2 separate regions of the Danio rerio genome follow, and region 1 is linked to region 2. A link is a contact called in public HiCAR-type data. All regions are on one chromosome and are shown on one strand. Each heading gives the region's core, a stretch centred on a gene start, on an enhancer-like site or on the middle of the called end of the contact. The rest is flanking DNA. Distances are from core to core; before and after follow the strand shown.

What was found. HiCAR-type assays count read pairs that join an accessible place to other places.
Region 1: a contact with region 2 is called in a HiCAR-type map of caudal fin, with 4 times the contacts expected there. The contact joins the enhancer-like site here to the promoter of klf8 in region 2. A contact is called at or near these places in 4 of 18 Hi-C or Micro-C datasets (caudal fin, embryo, hematopoietic stem cells and 1 more) and 3 of 4 datasets of contacts at active chromatin or transcription factors (caudal fin, embryo and gastrula embryo).

Annotation. Positions count from the first base shown.
Region 1 is chr21:41,405,796-41,411,750 of GRCz12tu, reverse strand. It overlaps klf8 (Kruppel like factor 8), which reads right to left. Exons shown (of 6, transcript NM_001080003.2): 4 at 4,575-4,686; 5 at 394-536. Among named protein-coding and RNA genes, the nearest start is that of klf5l, 49 kb to the left of the region's middle. Within about 2 kb of position 3,955, at least 25 of the 62 cell types and tissues checked have an H3K27ac peak or open chromatin away from gene starts, as enhancers often do. A contact at or near this core is called in caudal fin, where this site is marked.
Region 2 is chr21:41,333,384-41,339,088 of GRCz12tu, reverse strand. klf8 (Kruppel like factor 8) reads right to left here and starts at 2,592. Exons shown (of 6, transcript NM_001080003.2): 1 at 2,300-2,592. The coding sequence starts at 2,326. It overlaps rbm41 (RNA binding motif protein 41), which reads left to right and starts at 4,837. Exons shown (of 8, transcript NM_001007405.2): 1 at 4,837-4,885. The coding sequence starts at 4,878.

The DNA of each region.
Region 1 (5,955 bases), core at 2,706-5,205, 71 kb before region 2:
GTTCATGAACACACCAAATGGATAAAAGCCTACTGAAATGGGAGCCAGTGCAGAAAACATGTCTTTCTGATCTGAGGGGGGCAGCAGTCGGTTTTCTCGTTCCGCAAAAGGAAACCAAACTTCAGAGATGCACAGACAAAGCAGTGTTCAGTACCATTATCACAGTAAGTTTCACTCAAGCAAATATGTGTGATAATCAAATAATCCAAAGTTTTTGCAAATATTTGAGAAATGTAGCAAAATTACAGTTAACCCATCGAGAGGTGACATGTGGAACACACCAAACCAACTAGCCTGAGCGACAAAGCCCAACGGCTGACCATCAGCTTGTCCCAGGCCTAATAAATATTAATAACAGTATTGATGAAGATAATGCCAGAAAGGTGCGTGTACCTGTGTGTATTCTGCGATGGGCTTTTAGATGTGAGCTCTTGGTGTAGACTTTGTTACAGCCGTCATAATCACACATGTGAACGCGTCGTCTCTTCATGTCCGGTGAGTCAGGGTCAGCTGGAATGTCCACATCTGTATTTATACTACAAAAAAACACACACACACACACACACACACAAAACATTTGAGATTTGAGTTAAGGTGGGGCGACCAGCTGCAGTCAAACTTGAACCTCTGCAATAATCTAAAGATTACAGGAGAGTTTGAGCATGTGAAGGCAGGTACAAACATTCAGCATTATTTTTTATGAGCAAAACAGATTAATCCATCAAAAGTCCACTGGATTACAGTGATCACAATAGGTGAATAACACAAACACTGTAACACGTTTAACTCTATAAAGCAAACTGTATTATATATTATGCATCTTTATAACGTTTCTAAATTATTGAAGCTTTGTGAAAAAAAAAAAAAAACTTGGTACCACAAATCATTTATTAAGCATCAGCAAATAGTGACTTCATTATCTGCTAAGCATTAACTCTATATTAATCAGCGTTAGAAAGCAGTTTATAACTGCAGCTACAAATGCTCTATTCTTGACTTACAAACATATTTAAAATGCGCTTAATAATTGTATTTTCATGCTTTGTTAATGATTTATTTTTCATTACTAAATTAGGTATCGCATTATTTACAAACCATTTGTATTTAAGAGTAGTTGAGGGTTTCTGATTATTCAGGCATATATTAATGGTTACTATGTATATTAATAAATGCTTTATTAACTCAACTTCACCTAGTTTTGTGACTCAATCTAAAGTGAGGACTATTTATGCGTTATAAATCCCTTATAAATCACAAATAAAGGCTCAGTTAAATTATTAAAAAAATGACATTATTCATTCCTATTCATTTAAAGATACACAAATGAAACTGTACTTCAATTGAAAAATAAATCTTTGCAACCTAATCTAAAATAAAATCACTGTAGAGTTTAAACATTGCATCTTATTACATTGTTAAACTATTGTATTGTTGTTGTTGTTTTATCCAGTATTATGTCGTATTTTGACACTCCTGTTGTTTGGCAATGTTTGAACTTTACAATAATTTTTACTTTTTAGAAAAGATTGCAGAGATTCTTGTTTATTTGATTCTGAGCCTTTATTAGTCATTTATAAGGGATTTATAAAGCATGAATAGTCCTCATTTTAGATTAGGTCACAAAACTGCATGAAGTTGAGTTAATAAAGCATTTATTAACATATTAGTTAACTATTAAAGATATATAAATGTTGATTTCAATAGTTTATTAATAATTTTCTAACTCATTCTGAATGATTCTTAAAACCCTCAACTACTCTTAAATACAACTGGTTTGTAAATAATGCAATACTTAATTTAGTAAAGAAAAATAAATTGTTATCTAAGTATGAAAATACAATTATTAAGCACATTATATAGGTGCTTATAAGTCAAGAATAGAGCATTTGTAGCTGCAGTTATAAACTGCTTACTAACATTTATTAATGTAGAGTCAATGCTTAACAAATAATGAATTCACTACATGCTAATGCTTAATAAATGGTTCATAGTGTGTAGTTATTATAAAGTGTTACCAAAAACTTTTGCTCATAATTTATAGTAAATAAAAGGCTTGCAGAACAGTGTCCAGGTCACCATGTGATGCTGGTGGAGGAAAATGTTTTCCACTATCACATGAGACCACCTTCACTGTCTTTCCCATATCCGAGAGAGTTAGTGTGGGGTGATCAGTGAAGGTTTGGGCTGCAATATCATGACATTCCCTAGGCCCAACACTTCTGTTAGATGGCCATTTCACTGCCAAGGACTACCAAATCATTCTGGAGGACCATGTGAATCCAATAGTTCAAACATTGTATCCTGAAGACAGTGCTGTGTATCAGGATGATAACGCACCAATACACACAGCAAGATGACCTTCTCCCATGGCCTGCACAGTCACCAGACCTAAATATTATTAAGCCACTTAGGATGTTTTGGAGGAGTGAGTCAGGAAACGTTTTCCTCCACCAGCATTACACAGTGACCTGACACTATCCTGATTCATCTAGTAAAAAAACAAAGTGACTGTTTATATGACGTTCAATTATAGACAGTGTTGGGGAAAAGCAAAACAAAACAAACTAAATTGTTATTTATTTTTCAAAGAAAGGCAGTATGTGTTGTTATTTTTGCCTTATTTAGAGTAAGATAAACTTAAAACTTTTATGTATTACTTTTAGCCCAACACTATATTACATATACAGTATTGCACATTGATATATCTTTCATATCAAGACAAAAATGGGTGTTGTTCAATACACACACACACGTGTGTTTACATATATATATATATATATATATATATATATATATATATATATATATATATATATATATATATACATACAGTTGAAGTCAGAATTATTAGCGCCTCTGTATATTTTTTCCCTAATTTCTGTTTAATGGAGGGAAGATTGTTTCAACACTCTTCTAAGCATAATAGTTTTAAAAACTTATTTCTAATAACAGATTTATTTTATCTTTGCCATGATGACAGTAAATAATATTTTACTTGATATTTTTTAAGACAATAAGGCAAGTTATTGTATAATGATGGTTTGTTCTGTAGACTATCGAAAAAAAATAGCTTAAAGGGGCTAATAATTTTGTCTCAAAAATGGTTTTTAAAAAATTTATAACTGCTTTTATTCTAGCCAAAATAAAACAAATAAGACTTTTTCCAGAAGAAAAAAATATTATCAGGCATACTGTGAAATTGTCATTGCTCTGTTAAACATCATTTGGGAAATATTCAAAAAATCAAAATCAAAAGGGGGCTAATAATTCTGACTTCAACTGTGTGTGTGTGTGTGTGTGTGTGTGTGTGTGTGTGTGTGTGTGTGTGTGTGTGTGTGTGTATATGTATATATATATATATATATATATATATATATATGTATATATATATATATATATATATATATATATATATATATATATATATATATATATATATATATATTTATTTATTTATATATATTTATTTATATATTTATTTATATATATATATATGTATGTGTGTGTGTGTGTGTGTGTGTGTGTGTGTGTATATGTATGTATGTATATATATATATATACATACATACATACGTACACATACATACATACACATATACATACATGCATACATACATACATACATATATATATATATATATATATGCGTGTGTGTGTGTGTGTATAAACACACACACACACACTATAAACTCATACGGAATTATATTCTACCTCTCTGTTCTGTGATTTCCGCTGATTTCATAAAGTAAAATCAATATTAATAGAACCAAACAGTAGCCGCTAATGGTTATGCATGCATGTTATAACCTGGCATTATGAAAATGCTACTTAAAATGATTCTGGGCCATCACAGAATTATGACTAATATATGCAAATACTGTAGCACCATGACACTGTGACTCACGACCCTCACGCGAGAGCCTCATGTGTCCACCAGGGGGCGCTGACGAGCAAATCTGTATGTGTATCTAAATTCCATACAGCTGGAGAGCTTCCAGTTCAATGCCGATCCCTCTCCCAATCCCCCTCCCCCTGTCATGTTTTTTCTTTCTCCTCCTTTCCTTCCTCTTTCTTTCTCCTTCTCAACCTCTTCCTTTCCCCTCCCTCACTGTAAACCAGTTCACTCCCTTTCCCCTCATTCTCCCAACTCATTTCCATAGAATTTTTCCCTCTTCCAACAATCATCTGCCCGCATGTTCGAACAATTCTACACGAAAGACCCTCTTGATCTTCATTCTGCTGACTGCCCAGCCACTTCTGTCTGTCCTTCTTTGCATTTTACTCTGTGTTTCAAAGGTGTGACGACATTGCAAGTTATGTAACATTGTTTACACCCAGTTTGGAGAGAACCCTGCCCAGCAACTCACACACACACACACAACAGAAGAGGATGCATCCAGCTTGTAATCAAGGCAAAGAAGAGCCACGGGCCTCCAGTGTGCTGAAGGTTATGTAATCGTCCAGAGAAGTGGTGCAGTGATGCCATTAGACCAGGATGCCAGTTACCCTGCCATATATATTTCTAGATGAAAGCATGGAGATAGATGTATATGCAGATGCCGTTTCTCCCTCACCTAGGTTCCATCCCTTGCGTGCTAAAAGAGGCCGATCCAGACTCTGTGCCGCTCTCAGCATCACTTTCAGACTGATACTCCACTGGAGAGGTGGAGCCCGGCTTTATGCGCACTGAAAACACACACAAGAGAAGAAAAATAAGAGATTAGACTTAAATGCTGATTTGTATTTCAATAATGAGTTGAATATAATAATAACATATAAACATAAATATAAGGAAAACAAATGGCAACAATTTACTTAAAGAAGTAACGTCACGAATAAGAAAGAGATTTTATGCATGCTTATAACAACTGTCATTTAGTGTCATAAGTTCAGTTATGTTGTTTTAAATGCAAACGTGAGATGTCTTTGTCATTGACATTATAAGACAACAGAACCTGACCGCCTCTTTTTCATGACAACTTGACATTACCAAGACAACTTAACTTGTACTAAATCTGTTATAAACATTTCATGAGGAGTTTATAACTGTGTCATGAATATTATAACAGGGTCCTTCGTATTTTTCTGGACCTCAACTACAGTGGAACAATTGAATTTATCATGAAAATGTTTTTTACGACAAGTTGTATGTTGTCTTGGTAATGTCAAGCTGTCCTAAAGACATCTCAAACAATCTCTCATTTCCCTTTGACATAACAGAGCGAATGACTTGTTGTCATAAACATGCATGAAATCTGCTTCATATATATGACTTGTGTCACGTCATGATTATAAAGTTGTCATGACAGTCTTATGAACACCTATGATTGCAGTAACTGGCCTTAACAAGAATTTTTTAAAGTTAGTTACCAAAAATACATTTCTTAGTTTTGTCCAGTTTAAAAATAAATAAAATCTCTACAGGCATAATAATTAAAAAACTAATAATAAATACTACAATTAATTAGAAAAATAAAAAATAAGCTACTCAAACTTAAATATATATATTTGCAACCAAGTATTAAAAAGTAAAAGTTTGATTTATAAGTATTCTGTCCAATTACTTTTGGTCCCTTAACAAGTAGGAGGCACAAATGCAAACTGTTGTAATTCCTACATCGTTCACCTGAGGCTTAACTAGGTTAATTAGGTTAACTAGGCAGATTAGTAGTTAGGCAAGTTATTGTATAATGATGTTTTTTTCTGTTGACAGTCAAACATAAACTAGTTCATAAAAACTTAAAAACTGTTTTTATTCTTGTCGAATTAAGACAAATAAGACTTTCTCCAGAAGAAAAAAATATTATTAGACATACTGAGAAAATTTCCTTACTCTGTTAAACATAATTTGTGAAATATTTAAAAAAGAAAAAAAATTCAAAAGTGGGCTAATAATTCTGACTTCTACTCTGTGTGTGTGTGTGTGTGTGTGTGTAAGTACTATATATAGTACAA
Region 2 (5,705 bases), core at 1,343-3,842:
TGACAACATTATAAATCAGAATTTCTGCTGAGGTCATTTGTGGTGTTTTGAAGTCTAAATGTTTGCACCTTAATATCTTTTTTTTAGCTCTAATACCTGTTTATCTTAAAATGATGATTACAAAATTAATTGTCTTGTTTTTAAATTGCTGACAGAAAAACATTTTGCAAGTTAGTAATATCAAAAGAAAGATCGTTATTGCAACAGTCAACAACAATATTACATATTTACCAATCACCCATTTATTAACCTACGAGCCATTTATCACAGTAGGAAACAATAGTTACATTAGCATATTATTTTATTATTTTAATAACTACATTCTGCTGCAAAGTACCTTGGGGGCAAAAACTGCACCTGCTAAATTACATAAAACTCTCAATTAATTACAATTAAATAAACTAGTGGAATGTAAAACTTCATGAGGAGATTGTCAATTTAGGGGATCTAAAATCTACAAATACAGCGTTTGAACTTAGCCGAGTTATTTCGGAGTGCTAAGCCTTATTACCAACAGCACACATTTCATTTAAGCTTATTGGTGCAGCCGCCGATCAGAGCTTTGTTTTGTTTCAATTCTTAAATTCCGTTATCATAAAAAATATAGTAGTGAAACTTATGCAGGTCAAATATTATTTGTGCAGCCTTAGTGGTTATATAGCAGTTGTTGTTTTGCATAATTAGCTCTTTATTAACACCATGGACTAATGTTTTGTTTGTAACATTAGCATTTATTATTACAATATTATAATAGCAATTGTGATATAATAAACAATTAACTTTTTCACGTTGTTGACAAAATACAGTTTTAAATGTATTAAATTAATTAATTAATTATTTTTTGACTGCGATTTAATTTGCATGTATTCTCCAAAGCAATGAATTGATTGTTTTCCATATGCTACATTCTATCCCTTTTCTGACTACTCACTGTATTTATATGAAATAGTTACAATACTGGTCTGTGGATCGTCAATTGTAAATTAAATTTTTAGAAATAATCAATAGCGTTTGTGATATCAAAACTTTTATCGAAACAAAAATAACAGTTAGTCAGTTTATTTCTATTAAAATCATTTGATTAGCCTATAATAACATGATTATTTGATTAACATGACAAGAAATTAGCTTACCATTTAAACAATATGGTACTACACTGTGTAACATTGAAAACAGAAAAGCCACAAAAACACTTATGAAGTATTATGTAAATATAATTTAAATAATAAAATGTTTTTCTTATTATTATCTTAGCTATTTATTTATTTTTACCCCTAGCATCTATTTATACTTTGATAGTATTGTTAATATAATATTTTGTTTTATTTGTTCTTAATTGTTGTGAGATGTAGATGTTTGTATTAAGTTTGTACATATTTACAATAAATTAAAAATGATTATTTGATTAACATGCTTGATAAACGTCAACATAGATGTTTTTTCCAATTTGTAAATGCCAGAGCAAGTACATTTCAGAACAAGATAAGTGATAGTCAAATTTGTGCTAAAATGTTTTTAATTAATGTAATGTATGACCCTGCAGATACATTCAAGGGTACTACAGGAGGAGACGTGTCAATATGATGACCCTGACGTTCCAATACATGTGTATGTGCAACAAAAACAAACAAACAAACAAACAAACCACTTACACTAATGCACCCCCTCCCTTTCTCACTTGACATCATGGGATGTTCATGACAGTTTTATGTATAACTTACAGTCTACTGCTGTAACCTGCGTGGTATTAGCTGGAGCCTGACATTATTAGCCAAAACACTGACATCTCTTTATAACAGCGAAAGCCACGGAATACAAAACACAGAACTGAGAGGACCAACAAGCATAACAGAATGTCCTCATCACCCCATAAGAATAAAGGCTGCGGCCCCTTTAAGAAAGCAGCTAAGATGGTGTCTCTCCGGCGAGCTGCATTCGGCGCGCTTCCTTCCTGCCTTCACCGCTTTAAAACGGCACTGCAGACCCTCGACGGCTCTGACAGACGAGTCGCTCAATCTCTCCCTATCTGACTTTAACACTTTGCACAGCTGTTTTAAATGCGCCCGAGTCAACGTGTCAGGTTCGCGGATAAGTTAAGCACGGGCTCAGAGGCGCATGCACGGGAATCGCTCAGATGATATTATCGGCTCATTACGGTTAACGGCAGAGCAAACCGAAACCGGGTAACTGCTCACAGATGAGGAACTCCGGAGGAGTCCTGCAGAACAGAAAGCGAACAACCACAGCCGGCCAAAGCTATGCTGCAAATGTGTCGATTGCAAACGATAAACAGACTTACTTTTTTGTTCCGAGTCTCCGTGTGCATCTCGGTATCTAAGCGGCGGTGAAGGGGTGGAGTGGAGGGGGGGTCGGTCGGCTCGGGCGGGGTGAGATTTGAATAACAGTCAGTATTATCCGCCTCAGTATTAGAGAAGAAATGTGCGCTCGTTGGCTCGGAGGTTCACAGAAATCATATCCCTGGCGTCGAGAAACAAGCCCTCTTTCCGTCGCCCCGTTCGTCTTTCGGTGTGTGTTTGTTGCCGTGTTTCAGGGTTGGGCTCGAGCTGTGAGTCTCTCCTCCGCCTCTCCCTGCTGCTGACCCCACCCTGCGTCCCCACCCCTTCACTGTGTCAATCACAGCCGCTGCAAGTGTGTGTGTGTGTGTGTGTGTGTGTCAGCGCGCCACCACAATAATAGAAGTTCAGAAACATCATCATCATCACTTTGTCACCTCGCCTAATGACGTCAAGTTGCACCGGATGTTCGAAGTTGCTCGACTTTTTTTGGTCCTTTTTTGCATGTGTTACAGAGGTGATGATGCCTTATATGAGAATGACTAGTTTTTGGAGATAAAATTACCCCTAATTTGAGCAAAAGCAGACAAAAAAGACGTATTTTATTTATTGTTCTTAGTGTGTTTGTTCATATTGCATTATTCAGCATTTGTAGTACAGTTTTATATATATATATATATATATATATATATATATATATATATATATATATATATATATATATATATATATATATATATATTGCTGCTTGTTCGAACTACGTATTTAAAATGAGCTAAAACAACACAATTTTTGAGATTTTATGTGGGACAACTTGATCGTTTTATGTTCAATCCACTTAAATGTTTAGTTGACTTAATCTATTTGTGTTGGGATAACCTGAATGAATAGTGTGGAACCCTGTATCGGAAATAAATTGGATTTCGTAGGTATGTGTTTGGGTAAAAATATCGTTTTTTTTTTGTTTTTTTTTTGGAGCATTTTCCCCCATAAAATGGCAATTCATCTTTTTTTTGTTTTTTTTTTTGTTACTGAGAGGCAGGGTTATTCTACCTAATATATATATATATATATATATATATATATATATATATATATATATATATATATATATATATATATATATATATATATATATATTTACTTTTAAGTAGCAAAAAACATCAATGTGTTAACATAAATAGTCTATAAACATGTCTGAATATATCCCTTTTGTTATTTTGACCAAGTGGCGTTCGTTGTGTTTGTGTAAAAAAAACTTTTGTTTTGTTCTGCAAACTGATGGCATTTATTCCCAAATAAAAGTACAAATACTGTTAGAACATAATCATACATTTTAACAAATAACACTTTTATTTTGACTAGTTTAAAGTGTTTACTGAATGAAGCAATAATTAAAATGAAACATGGAAAACCTTGAGAAAAAATAGAAACAAAATTAAATAGCTGTTTATTACATAAACTGTCCAAATCACAGGGCAGCAACTCAATGCGTTAAGGCACGTGGTCAAGACAATCTGCAGAAGTTCAAACTGAGCATCTGAAGACGAAGAAAGATGAATAAAGAGACTTTGAGGGCATTGTTGTTAATGCAGGATGAGTATTTCAAAAACTGCTGGTATATAAAATATATATTTCACATAGAAATATGTCTTCAGTTTATAGAGAATAGTCGAGAAGAGTTTGGTGAGTGGCAGCAAAACTTTTCAGCTGATAGGAAGGCAAGGATTCACCAACAGTACGCAAGTTACAATGTAGCATATTGCAATGTAAAGGGTTACTATACAAACTACGCAGTAAATATATTTGTCGCACCATTACGGCTTACTTACAAAGCCAACTTTCAGCAATCATACCCTGAAGATTGGATGGTTGACTTATCCGACATTCAGGTGGAGGGTCATGAATGTATACAGTTATAATTTAGGATAAAGGCTTGAATGAATCTGCTTCTATAGACTGTGATGTTCAGTTGTTCTGAAACACATTTCCCATGGTCTTTTCTTTCCACTTAACTGGAAGTATTTGTGTAACGGGAAATATGAAGCTGGGACATATACGCGTTTATTTTCACCAGGACTGTAAGGGCTATAAATGAGTGATCATGTTAATATTTTTGTGGCTGCAATGTCAATATCACAACAGCTGCCATCATAGTGCTCGCTTTCTGAATCAACGCAAGATTTTACACTGTTTTTTGTGTTTGCTTGTTTTTGCTTTTTTGAGTAATAAACAAAAACAAATCCCTTTTAAATAAATTGGTTTAGTAATGGTTTCCTTTTGTTGGATAAACTGTGTAAATTGAAAGTACACAAATAAAAATCAATTAGTCCTAAACTCGTTTTTTTATTTTATTTATTTATTAATTAAACTGTTTAGCACATTTTAATAGTTTAGTTTAGTTCAATACATTTGAATAAAAGAAGGATGAAAATACTGTTAAGGTTTTTTTTTTTTTTTACAAAGATAGGCATTTGCAGAGCACCGCGAATGAGAGTCTTTGAGTTAAAACTACATTTCCCAAAATCCTCTCCGCCACAGCTTCTTTCCTGTCGGAACGGGAAATAGAGGGAAAGTGTAAACATGAAGCGGTAAGGAAGAGGACTAAACGGTATTTTTTGTTTTTAGTTTCGGTCTGAAGCCAGTAACAAAACTTGTCAAACCAAAACATTGACTTTCAATGAACTCTGATTTGAAAAATCCCATCACTAAGGTCTAGTCGATTACAGCCGTTAAGACTTATTGATGATGATAACACACATTGGTCGATAGGTTGAGTGGTAGTTAATTAAACGTACGACACGTTTTAATGTTGATCATAAATCATTGTTTTATTTAGTTTATCGTTATTGTATATCTTTTTTTGACCTGAGTGACGATGTAACCTCTACTTGCTGGCTTGTCTTGTCTTGTGTTCTGAATGTGAGAAGTTTGTGTAACAGTTAAACATTTTAATTTGTTGTAATGAAAGGAACGTATAACTATTCTTTCATATTTATTTAACTATTTTTATTAAATGATTTGACACATACTTTGGCCCAAATTGACCTAAAAATTACAATAGGGATAAAATATGTGAATAATGTAATAATCCGTAGTTGGTATAATGAAGTATGTTTATTCGTTTACACAAAAAAAGATCAATTAGAAAGCGACACGGTGGCTCAGTGCTTAGCACTGTCGCCACACAGCAAGAAGGTCGCTGGTTCCAGTTCCGACCTGGTCAGTCGCATTTCTGTGTGGAGTTTGCATGTTCTCCTCAAGTTTGCGTTGTTTTCTTCCGGGTGCTTCAGTTTCCCTCAGAGTCCAAATATATACGCCATAGTTGAATTGAATAAGCTAAATTGTCCGTAGTGTGTGTGTGTGTGTGAGAGAGAGAGAATGAGGTGTATAGGTGTTTCCCAGTACTGG